Linked DNA regions of Mus musculus: region 1 is linked to region 2. The links are chromatin contacts, called in public promoter capture Hi-C maps. All regions are on one chromosome and are shown on one strand. The core of a region is the stretch at or near the end of the contact, and the rest is flanking DNA. Distances in the headings are between cores, read along the strand shown. Region 1 has its middle 81 kb from the start of Stmnd1. Region 2 overlaps Atxn1 (ataxin 1).

Region 1 (5,117 bases), core at 224-2,723, 500 kb before region 2:
AATACTCCGAAGACCCTGACTTGGATACAATAACAATAGCACTTAGATTGATGTCTAGGTGCCTCCCATGGCCCTGCTGCCCATGTGGGATTTTCTAGAGAACAGCTGGAAGAAATATTCTAAAGATACGATCAATCTTAACTTAGGAAGGAAAAAGAGCCATCCAGTCGCAGGAAGAAGCTTCTCACCTCACAACCTTCATTACAAATTTTAATAAAACACTGACACGTGGACTTGGGACATAGCGCTGTCAGTAGAGTCCTTGCCTCCTAAGCATGAGGACTGGAGTTTGTGTCCCAGCAACTAAATAAAAATCCAGATGTGGTGTTATATTGTTATACTCCCAGTGCTGGGCAGGTCATGGCAGGAAAGGCTCTGGGGCTTGTAAGCCAGTCAGTCTAGGAGTCACAGCAAGGAGTCACAGGTCCAAGTGAGTGACCATCTGAAAACCCAGCATGGCGGGGGCTGAAGGCCCAGCAACTAAAGTTGACCTCTGGCCAGTGAATGAATCTTCACACACACTTAGCCTCCCCAAACTACTCATCTGCATTTGCACAAACCCACACAAATAAAGATAACCACTCATAAATATATAAAATTAAATCAATGGCACAGACCCCCCTGTGCTGCTACCCTCTCTGGGGACAGCCTCCTTTCACCTCTCCCTAGAGATGCTGTGCTTTGACAAACTTGTACTTAAATTGTGTCTGTTGATCAAATTCTTTCCCTCAAGAAGGTATGCACAGAAAGGCCCTGGTAACGCAGTGCCACGGGTCTGCACAGCTCCGTGGTATCTACGCTGGCATCTGGTACCTCAACTAATAAGGCTGGTGACATGAAGTGAGAGCTTCAGGCACACACTGGCTCTGGCCACGGCATACTTGACAACGCTTTGGCTTTGTGTACAAGTAAGGTTTCCTCACTGATTATGGTAGTCTTTGGAGACGTGAAATTTGTCGTTTTTTCTCTTCTTAGGTCCCCCGGCTGTAGTAGGAGCAGGCTCTGTGCTAGGTGACAAAAGATTTAAGCTGTAGGTCTGATGGGACTCTGCTCTCCTATCCAGTCGGCTTACTCTCTTTCCTTCCTCCTTCATCTGCACATTAATAACCCGTTTTGGTGCTTCCTCCCCCACCCACACCCACCCCTACAGCTCTTCTTTTGCAACCCTGTGTATTCTTTCAGGTACTGCTTATAGCCTACTGCTTCTGTGCAGCCTTCTCTGACAGGCACCACGCCCTCTTGTCAGCCGTCTTTAGTTCTCCTGAACTTATAAAGCCGCCTCTCCTCCACTTGAATGCCCTGATTTTTCCAAATGACAAAATAAAAACTGGTAGGTAAGGGATTGGCATGGCCCAGAACCCAGAAGCTGGGCACCTTGCATTTTACCATATAGCAACAGCTCTCAGGTAGCTGTCTCTCTGCTGTCTGGGCAAAGATGGGCATAGATGAGTAATCCAAGTGAGCTGCACAGAGTATGTGTGGGGACAAAGCTGTTCTGTGTGCTTGGTTGGCAGTGGAGTTATACAACAGAGCTCAGTGCTCAGCCTGGCAGCTGCCTTCAGTCTGTGTTCTGCTTTTAGGATGGTGGTGGGCAAGTTTCTGTCCCAGGCCAACATCTTCCTCATAGATATTACTGACTCTGGCTAAGCTTCCAAGCACAGACACACCAAGAAGAACATTTTCCTGTTAGCATATTTTCTGTGCTGGTAAAACCAAAGGGTTCAAACCCACTAGCATCTTTCTATGGCATAGCTATTCAGTTTGATTCTAAGCTAAGAGGAATTATCGTTAACTCATTTTAAAGTGCATCAGCACTCCCTGAACAAAGAGGGAACAACCTATATTCAAAGCAATGTGTATACGTTTCTGTTTCAGCCGTGCTGGTAGAAGACTGGAAAAGTGAAACCCTTTGGCCTAAATGCAGTTTAGATCTCAGACATAGCTACTGTGCCGAGATAGCTTGGCATGAGCAGCTCCTCCCTTCATTTAAAGCTGCGATAGAGGAAGAACCCACGGGGACCATGAAGCAGCATGGGCTTGCAATTTCACATCATTGTATTTATTGTTTTGTTATATGCTTGCAATATGAAGTTGGCTAGCAAAATAAATAGAAAATGGAGAAAGGGAGGGAGGGAGGGACGAAGAAAGGGAGGGAGGGACAAGAGAGCACATGGTTGATCTATTTTATAGATACTTTTTATGCACTTTATGCTAGATATGGTATCAGGCATTGGAAGTAAAGAATTCATTTCCACTCTTGAAAGGCTCATGGGGACCCAACTATTCATGACCCAAACAAGAAGTGCTGATGATATGAAGTTCAGAGTCCTGAGTGAAAATGGACCGACAATGGGCCACTTAGGCCTACAGAAAGGATTCCTTTGCGCTGAGGTTTAAAAGAACATTCTGCCCAGGGAATGGAGCAGTGTAAACAGAAGAAAGAACATGAGAAGACAGAGAGATGAGAAAGGTAGAGAATGTACCAGAACCAAGAAGTGATTACAGACAAAAGGGCTTGTTAGGAAAATAAAGGGACATATGCAGAAAGACATGAGAAAGTTCAATGACTTTAGATTTATTTTCTAAGCACAGAGACTTATTGACAATACTCAGTGGTCAAGAAGGCCGATGCTACCTAGAAAGGACATGTGTGTATCTGCCTCAGACTCATATGGTCACTTACCCACTCAGTCATTGTTACCAGCATCACGTCACTATTTTTGAAAGAGACTACCTGGGTGACATGCAGAGACCATGGATAAGTTAGGAGACTATTAAGAGCTGGCCATTTCTACCCATGGGCTCCACAAACTTAGATTTAATCAACTTTGCTTGGAGAATTTACCAGAAGAAGAAAACACTGAAGATGCACAGACATTTTATGCCCTTGTTATTATTCCCTAAGCCATAATAACTATTTACACAAGATTGCAAGGTATTGGGCATGCCTAGAATGCAGAGGTGTGTTAATGTTCATGGGAGGGGTGTGTAGTTGCTTAGGTAAATAGTATGCAGTTTTAGGGAAGGAACTTGAGAGTGTGTGGATTTTGGCATCTTCAGGAATTCGGGAAGGAATCCTTCATGGATACCAAGGGATTGACTCTAAAGAGCAGTGGGAGGCAGTGGGAAACAGAAGTTCAGCTGGCCTGAGAAAGGAAAAGAGAAACTGAATGCAGCTGGGAAGGTGATACAGGAATCACAGACGACTCTCATTCCAATGGGATGACTGTGAACTGTTAGTGGCAGGAAGATGCTACTGATAGGTAAACTGCTTGCATGCAAGAAAGGCAATCTAGGTTCGGATCCCCAGGACCTATAGAAGCAAGACATGGTGGCTCATGTGTGTAAATCCCAGTGCTTGAGACCAGATGCCTGCCCCCCTCTTTTACTTTACCTTAAGTTTACTGACATCATCCACTTGAGGACCACGACCTTGTTTCTGCTCACAAAACACCCAAGAGCCCCTCTTAGAGCCTTTGCAAATGCTGCTATTGCTCATCTGCTACGTCTTTCCGTTTGTTGTTTCTTTAGGTTGCTATGATCTCAGCTTAACAACCATCACCCCAGAGAGTTTCTCTTCTCTTCCATATGCAAAGGAACTGGTTCTCCTGGATGGTGATGCAATCCACTTCATTTTCATCACAGATATTTTATCATCAAAATTATGTTGTTTGTGATTCAAGGTGCCTTTAGAGTTCCAAATATCTTCCCATGGACTCTCCATGGGTACTGTCTACTATTGGGTCTCTGGTGTCTAAGACAACTAAGTTGGAACTAAGTTCCCACTTAAATCCGTGCTTGCTCAAGGATGTAGTATTAGGAAGGAGGGAAGGATGAGATGAAGGAGGAAAGGAAGAAGGGAGGCAGAAAGAAAGAAAAGGAAGGAGAAGGAAACAGGAGATGGAGAGGAAGTATGGAAGAACCCAGAGCTTTGGCCGCACTCAGACCACAGGAACCAGAGAAGTCTTCCAAGGGAACGGAGAACTCGCTGAGTCATGGACACCAGGAAAGTCCAAGTCCCTCTGAAAAACATTGGCAATCTGAGCTTGGGTGATCAGAGGTGAGTCTGAGGAACATCCAAGGACCCAAAATACAGAGCCTCCTACAGGACAGTAAGACACACACTCCTGGGTCTTTATGCTGGGATATGGAATCCCTGGTTCCTGCTTCAGCCACCCATTTTAAACTTAAACTAAATTATTATCATTATTATTGTATGTGTCTGAGTGAAGACATGTGTGTGCTGTGACCTTGTGTATGAATATGAAAGGAAGTATTTCTGGAGTCATTTTTCCCTCCTACCCTGTTTTGAGACAGGGCCTCTCTGGTTTCTGCTTCACTGCCTGCTCCAGGTTAGCTGACCTTGGAGTTCCTAGGACATATTTCTGTCTCCATCTCCCATCTCCCTGTAGGAGTGCTGGGGTTACACATGGGTTCACCACATCCTACTTCTTTACGTAGATTCCAGGGCCTGAAATCAGGTTGACTGGCTTGTGCGCAAGCACTTTGTCCACAGAGCCTTCTAGCTGGCCTTTCAGTGATCTTTTGAAGAATGGACAAGAAGTCCCTCAGCAATACCTTTACCCTTCTCGTTCTCCTTCTGGGTTCTTCTGCTAAATCCCTATCAACTACAAGCATGCGACTAGAAGGGGTGATTTCAGTCAAGAGGGAAAAACAAGAAGTTAAAAAAATATATTCTACCATTACGTTTGCCAGGTGCCTCCAGGGTTCTTGTCTCTGCTCAGAGAGCTCACTTAGCTCTGAGTGCTTTATGGTCATCTGCTGTTCAGCTGAACTACTGTTGTGTGCTGTTTGTGAAAGATGCTGGCAAGAAGGATGCCAGGTGGCTGTTGTTTCTCTGCATGCCTCCTGAAAAAGCAACGCCTGTCTCCCCAGGCCACTCATGAGAGCCAAGTTCTCAATAGAAGAGAGCTGAGCCTTCCTACTTGCTGCCAGGTCTTCTGCATTCAAAACACTCCTCCAAGTTTCTGTAAATGGCTTTTAGGACTTGTATGGAAAGCCTTCCCTACTTGCTTCCTTTATTCTCCTATCATCCTGTCTTTTATTCTTCAACACTGGATGGCCAACTTATAATCATTTGGCTGTGCATGGTCAGG
Region 2 (4,776 bases), core at 1,374-3,873:
CTGGAACCGGAGAGACGGCTCAGAGGTTGAGGGCACATGCTACTCTTCCAGAGGCCCAGAGTTCAGTTCCCAGCACCCACATCAGAGTAACACACTACTCTATGTGACTACAGCCCAAGGAGATTCAGTGCCCTCTACTGGCCTCCATGAGCAACTGCAGCTATGGAACACACTTGAATTTAAATGCAATACTTTGCTGCCCCTCATTGTAGCTGATGGAAGGCGCTGCTGTTTTAGCATGTTTTCACTGGTGGGTGTGCTCCCGTGGATTCTATAAGTTTGTGACTTGCCCTGGAACCCATGGCCATGTCCTTTATTCTTAGTCATACTGTTAAGGTCAAATATATCGATGACCCCAGGCAGTTCACCACCCCCATCACCACCAAAGAAAGTGTTATTTTATAAATCTGTGGGTTGCTGTACGCCTCCTAATCAATAAGCAACGGACATGTTGGTTTAGGGCTGCAGCATGGGGGGAGAATTGTATACGTTATTTTCTCATAAAAGTTTTCGTCACGCTCACGGACAACTCTGGGGCCCTGTTGGGTTTAAGTTTTAGGATGTTTCACCGCAAACACTGCTGGGCAGGTCACTTGCTGGCATCATGATGTTTTCTAAGTTGCTGTTTTCCTGGGAAGCATGAGTCTTACAGAAAGTCACTCTCAGACCTAACTTCCGTTTAAATGAGAGGAGTTACTTTGGTCCAGGCCAGCTTTGTGACTGTTATGGTGGGTTTGCCTTTTACACTGTTGCAATTAAGGGCTTATATCAGACCTCAGATATAAAAGTTCTCTAAGGTCCTGAAGAGTAAAATTGGAGATACCACACGGTCAACTCTAAGGCACTTGAAGAATCTCTCTGTAAACAGAGTGAGCAGAGAAGAAGAAAATGTGAAACTCCAGTGACCTCCTCAGGCATGCTTCGAGGACTTTCTTTTCACTGCTTGAATTGCTTGAACCTTGCCCCACCCTTCTAACCCTCCGTTTCTATTTTCAGCTTGGTCCTCATGCCCTGAGAGCCTTGAGGCCGGTGCCTCAGAAGGGTGTGACAAACAGGGATCGCCAAGGAATGTGTATTTGCACGCAGACGGGTATGAGTGTGGGTGTTGTCAGGTGTGAGCAGTGATCACAGCATCTTCGGCCAAGCGGTCCAGCCTCATCAGCTCCTGCCGACAACGCCTCAGCCTGATTACTCAGGCCTGTCTCATTAGCAGCCGCTCCCTTCTGTCACACTCTTCCTAACAGTTGGCCTTTACCCACAGAGGTGTGTGTGTCTCCACCTGGCTCTCAGAGAGCTGAGAGGCTTCAAGCCTTGCACAGGAAGGGGAAGGCACTGAAAGCTGAAGGAGGAGGAGTCAGGAGACCTGAATTTTGTAGTCGATGTGGCAAGTGGCCATGTGACCTGGGTCTCAGCACACACACACACACACACACACACACACACACACACACACACGGTGACACATTTCAAGATGGACAACAAGAGAAATGGAAGTGAATGACCTCTGCAGTTGTAGCTTTTGTGTCGAGTGTCACGGAGACATTGCTCTGCCGTGGAGCAGATCAGCTCCTCCTTTTTCCTCATTAACTCCTTTAAAAACCAATGGTTTGCTACAACCTAGGTTTCCGGTGCTTTTGGCTTAATGCGCTGAGTGTAGCCTTCTGATGTAAAGATGGCTTAGCACAGCACTTCTCAACCTGTGGGTCCTGGCCCCCTTGGGGGGGGGTCAACCAACCCTTTCACGGGAGTCGCCTAAGACCATCAGAAAGCACAGATATTTACATTATGATTCATGACAGTAGCAAAATTACAGTTGTGAAGTATCAGTGAAAATAATGTTATGACTGGAGGTCACCACAACCTGAGGAACCACCTTAGTAAAGTTGAGAGCCACTGGCTTAGCAGCTAAAGGGGCTCACAACAATTCTAACGATATATATTCAGGCCCTCAGCCCCCACGTGATCGAAGGAGAGACCCAACTCCTTCAAATTGTCCTCTGATCTCCCTATACGTTGACATGGTGTGTGTATGCCCAGATATATTTGTCGACACGCAAACGTGAGTAAATCTAACAACCTTTAAGATGTCCTTATTTTTAATTGTACATATGTGTGCATACATGAGTGAGAGTACTCTCAGCGGCCAGAAGGGGGTATCAGGTTCCCCGCAGCAGGAATTACAGGCTAATAGAAGCTAGACAATGTGGGTGCTGACAGCTTAGCAAGCCCAAGCGGTCCTCCTGTCTCCGTGCCCTGCCACCGTTTTAAGGTCACATGTGTCTCATGGCCATGTTTGACTTTTTGTGTAAGTGTTGGAGAGTCACAGTCTTATCCACTGATCTCACTGCAGTGTAGGAGTAGATGCTAAATGTCTGTGATATGTGTGATATTGCTGTGGGTAGGGAAAGCATTTAAGGCCATCATATTATAGTGTAACTATTAGTGAGCCTGGGGGATTTTGGGGTACTTAAAAAGCAAAATTCCACCCCACGCCGTTCCTCCTCTTTTCCAACTGAGTGGTTTGTGGTTTCTTGTCTATGAGCAGCCTACACATGACTGTCTACAGATGGCGATCTTTTTATCTCGTATAGCCCCGTCATTTCATTGACATCTGCGTTCCCTTTTATTCCTGGCACGGAGCTGGGCCGGAAGTGCTGCATGACACGGGAAGTTAGCTAAGCACAAGGTCACGGGGAGCGTTCCCCCTCAGGCATACCACTTAGAGGAAAGAATTGATGGGTTACTTCAGATGAGGCCCAGCTTCTGCTCTGTGGTGTTTGGGAGGAGAGAAAGCTACCAGAAGCCAGTTTTGGAAGGCCACATCATACTTCCCTGCTTCTGAGGATGACAGGAATGAAGGTGTCCTAAAGCTTGGGTGTTTTTCCAGCCCTTTATCAGAATAACTGCTTAGAATACCATTTAGAGTGCACCTAGGAAGAAGCAGGCAAAACCAAACAGCACTCTGCCTGTTCAAACAGCACAGAGACAAGGGGTGTGAATTCTGGTCTAGGAGTAAGAAAACCGCACGTGCACATTCTTCTAAGAACACTCAAGTGGTTTCCTGATGTGTCTGTCAGGTCGGAGTTTTTAGGTTTGCATCTGCGATACCAATTTCTAGATCATACAAACATTCTGAAATAGGTAAGAGGGTCTGAGAGAGGACATTTTATTATCATCTGTGTGTGTGTGTGTGTGTGTGTGTGTGTGTGTGTGTGTACAGGGGGTTCCCTCCACATGTTTAGTCCTTGTTTGAAATTGCAGGTTGGCCTGTGGACCACAGGTGAGGAGGCTCTGTCCTTTTCCATGCAGGATTCTACAAGGATTTCCTGTCTTGCTCATTTGAATCTCTCCCCTCACCTCCTTCAAATCTCACTTATGGTAGCTTCATTCATTTCGGGCCGCTTCCCTTGTATGTTACCCGGAGAAGGAACCTCTTGGAGACCCGAGTATAGGCCATTCTCTCTGAGAGGAGTCTTAACTGTTGCTCTCTGAGTTGCTTGGCCAGGTCCAGCCATTGCAGGCACAGACGCTCTCCTCAGCTCCCTCCACCCCCCAGCAGTCTCACAGAAGGAAAGAGCTGTGCAAAGAAGAGTCTGTGAACTCCTGCCATATCTGTGTTGGGGGCAGGGGGGAGTGGGGATAGGAAGGGGTGGAGCCGCCTAACCGACCGTGACGATTTCTAACTGACCTTTAGAATACTATTTGTTAAAAGAAGGTTATGAATCAGGAGAAGTTCTCAGTCCAGCGTGCAGGACTGAGCCATCTCTGTTCACTGTGCTCGGGAGCTTATCTCAGAAGCGCTCCACTGGAGTTGGAGATGCCAAGGCACTCAGGTGTGCCAAGAGGGGTGCTGGGCAGAATTACTCAGAGCCGTATTTCTGGGAGCCTCTGCCTTAAACTTCCTAGCAAGGGAATAAGGTCAATCCATACTTGTGTGTGCCCCAAGAAGTGTGAAACACTGAAAGATAAAACTTGTATTAGCTGCTTTTGAGTCAGGCTACCTGAGATCTCAGAGCCAGACTTTTGTCACTAGAAGTTTGTGGGACCAGGGATCTAATGCTTTGCTGTATAGTAGATTATTGCTAAGAAGACTCTTAGATAGAAAGATCTGATTTATCTTCTTTCATCTGGGTGAATATATTACATGATTCGCTGAGAGCGGTTTGCAGAAGCACAGAACCCCTTTAGATGAGGCAGCAAACTGCATTCTTTGAAGCCTATTTTGAAGCAAGTTGGTCTTTCTTTGCAAGGTCTTTTTTATCTACTTGTGCTTATGTTCCTGAAACAATTGACCTCGCCAAAATTGAAATAGAAACAGGATGCCGTACAAGTAATGATCTTCGTTCACAGTCGTTTGAGGTTTTGTTACTGTTGTTGCTGTTGCTGTTGTTGTTTGCTTGTCTGTTGATACTGGGTCTCCCATAGCTCAGGTTGGCCTCAAGCTGTTATACAGCTAACGGTGATCTTGAACTCCTAATTCTCCCATATCTCCATGCCAAGTTCCGGAAGTCCGGGCAAGTGCCAACATGTTCAGCTTTTGAGAATTTGCCTTGGTAACTGAGGCAAAATCTTTGGAGCATACCCGTTAGGCCCTTAACCAACGTTTTCCTGTAAATTCTACTTCTTTCTCGAGCATATATACACAAGTTCCTGAGACTGTCTCCCTTCTGTTCTTGAGTGCCTGGCAGTTGAATGTATTTGCTGGTGATGCTGGCAGAATTGGCCAACAGACCCACAGCACGAGTCCCAGAGCTAGGGTATGCCACTACTTCAGTC

Evidence for each region. Promoter capture Hi-C pulls out the DNA fragments that hold promoters and counts their contacts.
Region 1: a promoter capture Hi-C map of hippocampal neurons shows a contact between it and region 2, with 2.7 times the contacts expected there. The contact joins two enhancer-like sites. A contact is called at or near these places in 1 of 39 promoter capture datasets (hippocampal neurons), 1 of 484 Hi-C or Micro-C datasets (bone marrow-derived macrophages), 3 of 115 datasets of contacts at active chromatin or transcription factors (bone marrow-derived macrophages, embryonic basal ganglia and embryonic fibroblasts) and 1 of 9 other capture datasets (embryonic stem cells).

What each region holds. Positions count from the first base shown.
Region 1 is chr13:46,189,682-46,194,798 of GRCm38.p6, reverse strand. No RefSeq gene overlaps it. Among named protein-coding and RNA genes, the nearest start is that of Stmnd1, 81 kb to the left of the region's middle. Within about 2 kb of position 1,473, at least 17 of the 459 cell types and tissues checked have an H3K27ac peak or open chromatin away from gene starts, as enhancers often do. A contact at or near this core is called in hippocampal neurons, where this site is marked.
Region 2 is chr13:45,691,573-45,696,348 of GRCm38.p6, reverse strand. All of the region lies in intron 6 of Atxn1 (ataxin 1), which reads left to right. Among named protein-coding and RNA genes, the nearest start is that of Gm34582, 170 kb to the right of the region's middle. Within about 2 kb of position 2,623, at least 84 of the 459 cell types and tissues checked have an H3K27ac peak or open chromatin away from gene starts, as enhancers often do. A contact at or near this core is called in hippocampal neurons, where this site is marked.